2 separate regions of the Salmo salar genome follow, and region 1 is linked to region 2. A link is a contact called in public Hi-C data. All regions are on one chromosome and are shown on one strand. Each heading gives the region's core, a stretch centred on a gene start, on an enhancer-like site or on the middle of the called end of the contact. The rest is flanking DNA. Distances are from core to core; before and after follow the strand shown. Region 1 holds the start of meis2a (Meis homeobox 2a). Region 2 holds the start of dph6 (diphthamine biosynthesis 6).

What was found. A called contact is a pair of places that touch in the nucleus more often than the background predicts.
Region 1: a Hi-C map of muscle shows a contact between it and region 2, with 3 times the contacts expected there. The contact joins the promoter of meis2a here to the promoter of dph6 in region 2. A contact is called at or near these places in 2 of 3 Hi-C or Micro-C datasets (gill and muscle).

The regions. Positions count from the first base shown.
Region 1 is chrssa01:33,733,874-33,737,852 of Ssal_v3.1, forward strand. It overlaps meis2a (Meis homeobox 2a), which reads right to left and starts at 2,262. Exons shown (of 12, transcript XM_045717090.1): 1 at 1,550-2,262. The coding sequence starts at 1,576. LOC123742471 (a long non-coding RNA gene) reads left to right here and starts at 1,413. Exons shown (of 2, transcript XR_006769646.1): 1 at 1,413-1,577; 2 at 2,497-3,979.
Region 2 is chrssa01:33,400,855-33,405,340 of Ssal_v3.1, forward strand. It overlaps dph6 (diphthamine biosynthesis 6), which reads right to left and starts at 3,064. Exons shown (of 15, transcript XM_014193806.2): 1 at 2,886-3,064; 2 at 2,445-2,536; 3 at 2,107-2,291. The coding sequence starts at 2,908.

The sequences.
Region 1 (3,979 bases), core at 1,012-3,511, 330 kb after region 2:
GCCATAGCCAGTCCTACAGCAGCTACAGAAAGAGAGGAGAGACCAAATCCTGTGATATGCAGAGTATGCACGAGGACGGCTTCAACTCCTCACGGGGGGAGCCAAACAACACAGATTCTACACTCCCAGGCAATTCCCTTCGCTGATAAGTGAGAGGCAAAAAGAAAAGCAAAAAAGTGAAGTAGCCTATTTGTGTTAATCTGCTATGCGTTTAGATCCGAAGCAGCGTTTTCCTATACATGCCAACGCGGACCTATAGCGCTGTGTACTAAGAGTAGGAAAAGCCCGAGCTAAGGCGCACGACTAACTTGTTCTAGTTTCACTATTGCAAATAGTCTGAAAGAAATACGCGTGGCACCTCGTACCATTCACGAGTCAAAAAAGTTATCATAAATATGATAAATAATGAACAGTAGGCTATTGTTCACACATCACCACTCATACTTATTGTTTTCACTCAAAAATATTCTAAACTAAGACTCCGTCACGCAATCAAAACATGATATCTAGTCAAATCATCTATAATGACACTGTAAAGATACCTGATTCGTTTTGAGTTGAATTTATGAGCATGACGCTTACTTGTTAACGCTTACTTGTTATCTTGTGTTGTGGTTATAGCCGGTGTGCCTAGTATGAAATATCTCCGTAATACCTTTTAATCGTACTGCTAATTATGAACGGGGCTGTTTAGCAAATTAAACGATATGGCGCACCCCTTCTCAGTCCAGAATGAACTTTTCCAAAAAGAAAAAGCTTTTGTAGAGAAAGTAATTTTGTATGTTTCTCTCGTCCAATCCCCTCTCTAGATAGAAATCCGTGCCTTACCTCAGAGTAGTCAATTATCAAAGCTCCACAAGATCATCAATCATGTCTTGAGTTTGAAGTTTAGAGGAGGAGCAACGCTCCGGCCATCGATTGCGCTGAGGCTATAGCCCTTTTTCCCTGAGCCCAAGCTTTTTTACGCACAAAACCGAAACAGGCCATCTATCCCTTTTAATATTTAGCTCCATCATTGATAATATACACTTTTGCGCAGATGGCATCATCGTTATATTGATATGTTTTCACATAAATTGATACATTTATGGCTCGGTGACATTTTTGGTGGTTGTCGAAATTAACCATTCATAGGTTGGATGAGCTAGTGGGTTGGATTCAGCTGTAAGGTCAATATACTCCCAACAAACAAACGCGCCATACGGTTGCTTGGGATGACAATAGAAATAGCAATTGAAAAATATTTTTAAAATGAAGGACTGTGACAACAATTCTGTTTGTTGGCATAAGGGGGTGGGAAGCCCTACAAGAAAAAGTAGGACTGCAGGGTTGACGAACGGCTGTGTGGACAGTTCAACGTGCAATAGCCCGAGAAGGAACTACAGTGTTATGCGCAGAGCGGCATGCATCGTCTCCAAATACCTCTGACCGATGTTACATTCTGTGAACAGAACCAGGGGCTGGATGCGTGAGCTTTTGAAGACATGGGTTTTTGATATTAGCCCGACTGCTATATAATGATATCGTGCACTATGACCTGTACACTAACCCTAGCGTTTTTCTTCCGGACAAACATGGTAAGTGAATCATATTATGTCCTTTGTTGTGTCTCGTAAAACGGAAGGTTCTCCAACAGTGCAGTTGTGGAAAGTCAGGCTAAGTAGCTGATATGATTAGGCCTATTCTGTGAATGTATAAAATGATTCAGTCGCATTAGAGCTATCCAATCCCAAAAAATGTAAGTAACATTTTAAAGCGTTGGATAAGTAAAAAGTGACACATTATTACGTCATATGGTCAAAAACGTATACACAGATTTTTTGGAACAAATCTTTTATCTTATATATATTTTGGCCTAAAGGCGGGTGATGTACACATTCAAGAGCTTGTGAAGCTTGAGGTGGTGGTTATGTGAAATAGCCTTTTCCAAAATGCACCTCAACCTTTTCAACATTCAAAAGTTGTATATTTTATCAAATGTATATAACACAATATGTTAAATGTTTATGAAGTTTATTTGAGGTATTTTACTTATAGTTCTTGGTACAAGTTAAGGACATGCTATTCATTACAATGCAATGCAATGCAATGGTGAATCCAAAATATAGCCACTATCAGCATTCAAATCTAACATAAATCCGAATAACATCAAATAAATCAGAATCCTGTTAGTGAGACATTATATTTTAGTTACGGCAATAAATACACTTTTATACACTCTAAATCCTCGTTCTGGATATTGTATTTCAATCCTAATACTTAATAGTCTTAATATAATTCAAATTAATATTTAATAATACGATTAAATTAGCCTTGTAAAACCTAGAACATAGCCTAGATTAAATGGAGGATACCTAAAACATGTTCTCATGGTTTTGGAAACATGCAAGTGTTTGCAAACCAAGACCTTTCAAGTGTCCCATATCATGCCCAAGTACCCATTATGTTTAGCACTACATTTTCAATAAGTGGATTTCCCATTGTGTGACTTTTCAGGTTGAGGACTCATATGGATAAGGATACATATGAACAAAATCTGTGTTCAAGTAGAAGTGCATCTCCGTCAACATGCGGATCCCTCTCTTCTGCAGAAGATGGCATTAACAGGCGGTAACATTTCATCTGGTGGTGTCAAATTGAGGTCAGTTTAGGGTTAAAGCTCTCGGTGTCCGTGTGGGACATGGCCAGCTGCGTTTGGATTCATTAGGGGGCAGCGGATCCATTTCAAGGAAAACACTACTGAGACGATCACGAGGCTAAAGATCCACTCGGTGTCACATCCTAAAAGTGCACCTACTGTAAAAAAGTAACCCCCAAACTCCCATTTCAAAACAGACACCAATATCTCCACTTTGCCATGGCTTCCTCTAAACTAGCCTGGTAGCTTATCTTGTTGCTAAATATGGAGAAATGTTTTGTTGATTTAATTCCTTCAAAAAGGTCACTGATACGAATCGGGGTTTAAATCCTCTTAGTGACCTTAAATACTTCTTTAGAAACAATCGCTGCTTAACCACAGGAACAAATAACATCGGCCTAATCTTGTTTGTTACTTTGTTCTGAGTTGGCCCGCCTTAGTATTTGAGATTATGCAAATAGGAAAAGCTAATGTTGGCAATAGAAAGCCCACAGATAAGAGTAGATCATAGACTTTTCTGAGGGGGACAGAAAACCAACACTTTCATTAACCTAAAGGTATATTTAATGTATGGTTATTTTCTGAAGTTTTATAGTAGGCTTTTGTTCAGTTGATGTTCAGACAATATCAATACTCGAATGTATATGTTCAAATCTAGTGATTAACTAACTATTCATTTATATAGGTTTGTTTATCTTAGTGTTTACATAATCTAGAGGGACGTTTTTTTTTGTTTATACGTAGCCCTGTCAATGTTTTCCTCATGCAACACATACGGCATTACCTCACCAGGCTGAACTCTTTCTGACCCCACGTGAAATGTGACTAGGGTCCCAGAAAGTGGAATGAGCAACTCAAATACTTGTCAAAGTTTCGCGGCTAACTGTAAATTCTTCAGTTCCAAAGCCGTATTTTCCCCTCTATCGATTCTCAGATTCTGGTGTCTGAGGAGGGTGAGAGAGAGGGGGTGGGGTGGGGAGCTACACAAAATGTAACTGTGGCGTTCTCCCTTGAAAATCCTTGGGATTTGTCTCAAAGACACTTAGCATGCCTAATGCGTAAAATATGCATTCCTCTAGCGACATCTGGCGGATTGAACAAACGCCAAACGTTGAATCGCGCCACTATTAAGAATTATGAAAAAAATAGGTAATCTTTAGGAAAAATCTAATTTGCGTGACAACGAATAATATGCATTATAAATTGTGATCATAATGAAGTCATTATTATTTGAACCATATATGTTTTTAAAGTGCAATTGAATATATTTTACGGTTGAAAATAGGCTTATTTGAAAAATATTTTGTGAGGAGAGAGAATGGATTCGAATGCCGATGTTAT
Region 2 (4,486 bases), core at 1,814-4,313:
CACCAAGAAAACAATTGGTAACACGCTACGCCGTGAAGGACTGAAATCCTGCAGCGCCCGCAAGGTCCCCCTGCTCAAGAAAGCACATATACATGCCCGTCTGAAGTTTGCCAATGAACATCTGAATGATTCAGAGGACAACTGGGTGAAAGTGTTGTGGTCACATAAGACCAAAATGGAGCTCTTTGGCATCAACTCAACTCGCCGTGTTTGGAGGAGGAGGAATGCTGCCTATGACCCCAAGAACACCATCCCCACCGTCAAACATGGAGGTGGAAACATTATGCTTTGGGGGTGTTTTTCTGCTAAGGGGACAGGACAATTTCACCGCATCAAAGGGACGATGGACGGGGCCATGTACCATCAAATCTTGAGTGAGAACCTCCTTCCCTCAGCCAGGGCATTGAAAATGGGTCGTGGATGGGTATTCCAGCATGACAATGACCCAAAACACACGGCAACAAAGGAGTGGCTCAAGAAGAAGCACATTAAGGTCCTGGAGTGGCCTAGCCATAGAAAATCTGTGGAGGGAGCTGAAGGTTCGAGTTGCCAAATCTCAGCCTCGAAACCTTAATGACTTGGAGAAGATCTGCAAAGAGGAGTGGGACAAAATCCCTCCTGAGATGTGTGCAAACCTGGTGGCCAGTTGGACAAGAAACGTCTGACCTCTGTGATTGCCAACAAGGGTTTTGCAACCATAACCTCCCTATACCACACCACTACCATTAGATAACCTCCCTATACCACACCACTACCATTAGATAACCTCCCTATACCACACCACTACCATTAGAAAACCTCCCTATACCACACCACTACCATTACATAACCTCCCTATACCACACCACTATCGTTAGATAACCTCCCTATACCACATCACTACCATTAGATAACCTGCCTGTACCACACCACTACCATTACATAACCTCCCTATACCACACCACTACCATTACATAACCTCCCTATACCACACCACTACCATTACATAACCTCCCTATACCACACCACTACCATTAGATAACCTCCCTATACCACACCACTACCATTAGATAACCTGCCTGTACCACACCACTACCATTAGATAACCTCCCTGTACCACACCACTACCATTAGATAACCTCCCTATACCACACCACTACCATTAGATAACCTCCCAATACCACACCACTACCATTCCATAACCTCCCTATACCACACCACTATCGTTAGATAACCTCCCTATACCACACCACTACCATTAGATAACCTCCCTATACCACACCACTACCATTAGAAAACCTCCCTATACCACACCACTACCATTAGATAACTTCCCTATACCACACCACTACCATTAGATAACCTCCCTATACCACACCACTACCGTCAAATAACCTCCCTATACCACACCACTACCATTAGATAACCTCCCTATACCACACCACTACCGTCAAATAACCTCCCTATACCACACCACTACCATTAGATAACCTGCCTATACCACACCACACCACTACCGTTAGATAACCTCCCTATACCACACCACTACCATTAGATAACCTGCCTATACCACACCACTACTATTACATAACCTCCCTATACCACACCACTACCATTAGATAACCTCCCTATACCACACCACTACCGTCAAATAACCTCCCTATACCACACCACTACCATTAGATAACCTGCCTATACCACACCACACCACTATCGTTAGATAACCTCCCTATGCCACACCACTACCATTAGATAACCTGCCTATACCACACCACACCACTACCGTCAGATAACCTCCCTATACTAAAGAGTGATGATAGGCTGAAAGTTGGCTCATAGACTGTGACACATGTCATGTAGTTTAGCGTAGCTCTCTCTGAACCTTGAAGTGTAGTCACAAGTATGTCTGATGAGACTGTATGGCATTGTATAAAGGGGGTCCTTGATATCAACAGACTAAGCTACTTCTAAGAACTGATTGCAGAGTAAATAGGTTGGTCTTATAGGCTACCAGTGTGGTCTCTTTAGCCAACTAATTTGCTGTTGCCTCATCTTGCTAAAACACTAGCAATACAACTCCTCTTATCTGTCCCCATGTCCCACTCACTCCTCCATGTTGAGGTTTACCTGAACCATCTTCAGTAGGTGGTAGAGGTCTTCCACTTCGTCTCCCTCTGTCTGGCTGTAGTCTCTCCCAGTGTCCAGGCTGGAGCCCTGGATGGTGCGTCTGTACAGGGGCAGATCCATAGCCTCAGCATACAGGTCTATGGCCTGGTGCCCCACCGTCTGATACATGTAGCTGTCCAACTCATCTAACACAGGGGATGGATAACAGAAGTTCATTCATTTACAGTATTACTGTTCCACTTTGGCAAGGCACATCTCTTAGGGGAAACATTGACCAATATTTTAATTTTGTTTTAAGTACCCACACATACAGGAGGAAAAACAGGTAGACATCTCACCCTTGTTAGCAGGACGCAGGTTGGCCAGCGCTACTATCTGGTGTCCAGCAGCAACACATTTCATCATGTTAAAACAGCTGTCTTTACCTCCACTGCAACAATACAGTCAGAGGGATTAATGCATTCACTACATGAAGGTGCAACTATGTAAATAGCCGTATCACTGTCACTATGATCAGAAACATACAAATGTTAGGGTGATTTCCTTTAGAGTTCTATAATGAAATGCAAGTTCCTCTTACTTGCATGTATTCAGAATGTTATGAACCTTTATTTCTGTAACGAATAACGATGCATGCTATTTCTCCCACACTTCATCTTAAACTAACTAACAAAGTACAGGATATATCTACCTAGTTAGCAAGCAACACATCCTTCTCAGATAGCTAGCTAGAAAACGTGGATAGAACAGGAGCTGTGACAGCAATGACTTAGGCTTACCTTATCAACGCGACTACTTTCATTTTCTTTATGCAATATTTCTGTAGATATAAACAGTTACTAAATGCATAATCGGATAATGTTATCTATGTTTCGTTTACTCTGAATATGTGTACAGCATAGCAACCAGTCACAGCAGCAGTTCGACATGTACACAAAAACTCATGTGAGCAAGCACTTCCTGGTTGAAAGGACCTTTATGAATGAAGCTGTCCTGTGGGGTGCCTGATTTAAAATGAAACATTTATTACAATGAACACTTTGCTCGGTAATGTTATTTATAGATGTCTTATTCCTCTATGATAGAGTACCAATGTTATTGATACTCCTAATGAATATCAATAACATATATATATATATATATATGTCGTGGGTGCAAGTTTCTACAGTCCTGAAGGTCTACATATGAGCTGCTAACATGTTATACTACAATATAATTAATAGATTCGCAGTTGATAGTTTTCTGTAGGACTGTTTGGTGATCAACCAAATGTGGAGATGCTGATTGTGCATGTGTTGTGATGAGAAAGTCAACCAAAGACGGCCATCCCAAACTCTTTGGCTGAATTAGTTAATGACCCCTTCAGTTTTCCTCACTGCACAATTCCACAGTAACAGAATTACGCTGATATTCACATTGTTCACTTTAAAATGTATGCCAATAAATTTCAGTTGATTTAAAAGTTTAACAAACCATACAACTCTAGGCACAAGGACTACCTTTAACAATTTACACAGAACCTTTTACGAAAACACATTTCCTTGAAGTACAGAGCAGACGCAAAGCTTGTATGATGGTTTGTGCTGTTGGTTCCATCATTCTGTTACCAAATTTTGCGTCTGCACTGCTCTTCAAATAAATGTATTTTTGTAAAATGTTCTGTGTAGTCCTTGTGCATAGAGTGGTATGGTTTGTTAAACTTTTAAATCAATGGACTTTGTTTGGCATACATTGCCCCCCTGGTAAATTGACACAAGCTCAAAATAACTTCCTCGGCGTACACATCGCAGACAAACTGAAATGATCCACCCACACAGACAGTGTGGTGAAGAAGGTGCAACAGCGGCAGGGGCAGCAGGTAGCCTAGTGGTTAGAGCGTTGGACAAGTAACCGAAAGGTTGCAAGATTGAATCCCCGAGCTGACAAGGTGAAAATCTGTCGTTCTGCCCCTGAATAAGGCAGTTAACCCACTGTTCCAAGGCCGTCATTGAAAATAAGAATTTGTTCTTAACTGACTTACCTAGTTAAATAAAAGTTAAAAAAAATAAAAAGGCTCTCCAGCAGGTGGTGTGGTCTGCACAAGGCATCACTGGGGGCAAACTACCTGCCCTCCATGACACCTACAGCACCCGATGTCACAGGAAGGCCAAAAAGATCATCAAGGACATCAACCACCTGAGCCACTGCCTGTTCACACTGCTACCATCCAGAAGGTGAGGTCAGTACAGGTTCATCAGAGCTGGGACTGAGAGACTGAAGAACAGCTTCTATCTCAAGGCCATCAGACTGCTCAACAGCAATCACTAACTCAGAGAGGCTGCTGCCTACATTGAGACCCAATCACTGGCCACTTTAATAAATGGATCACTAGTAACGTTAT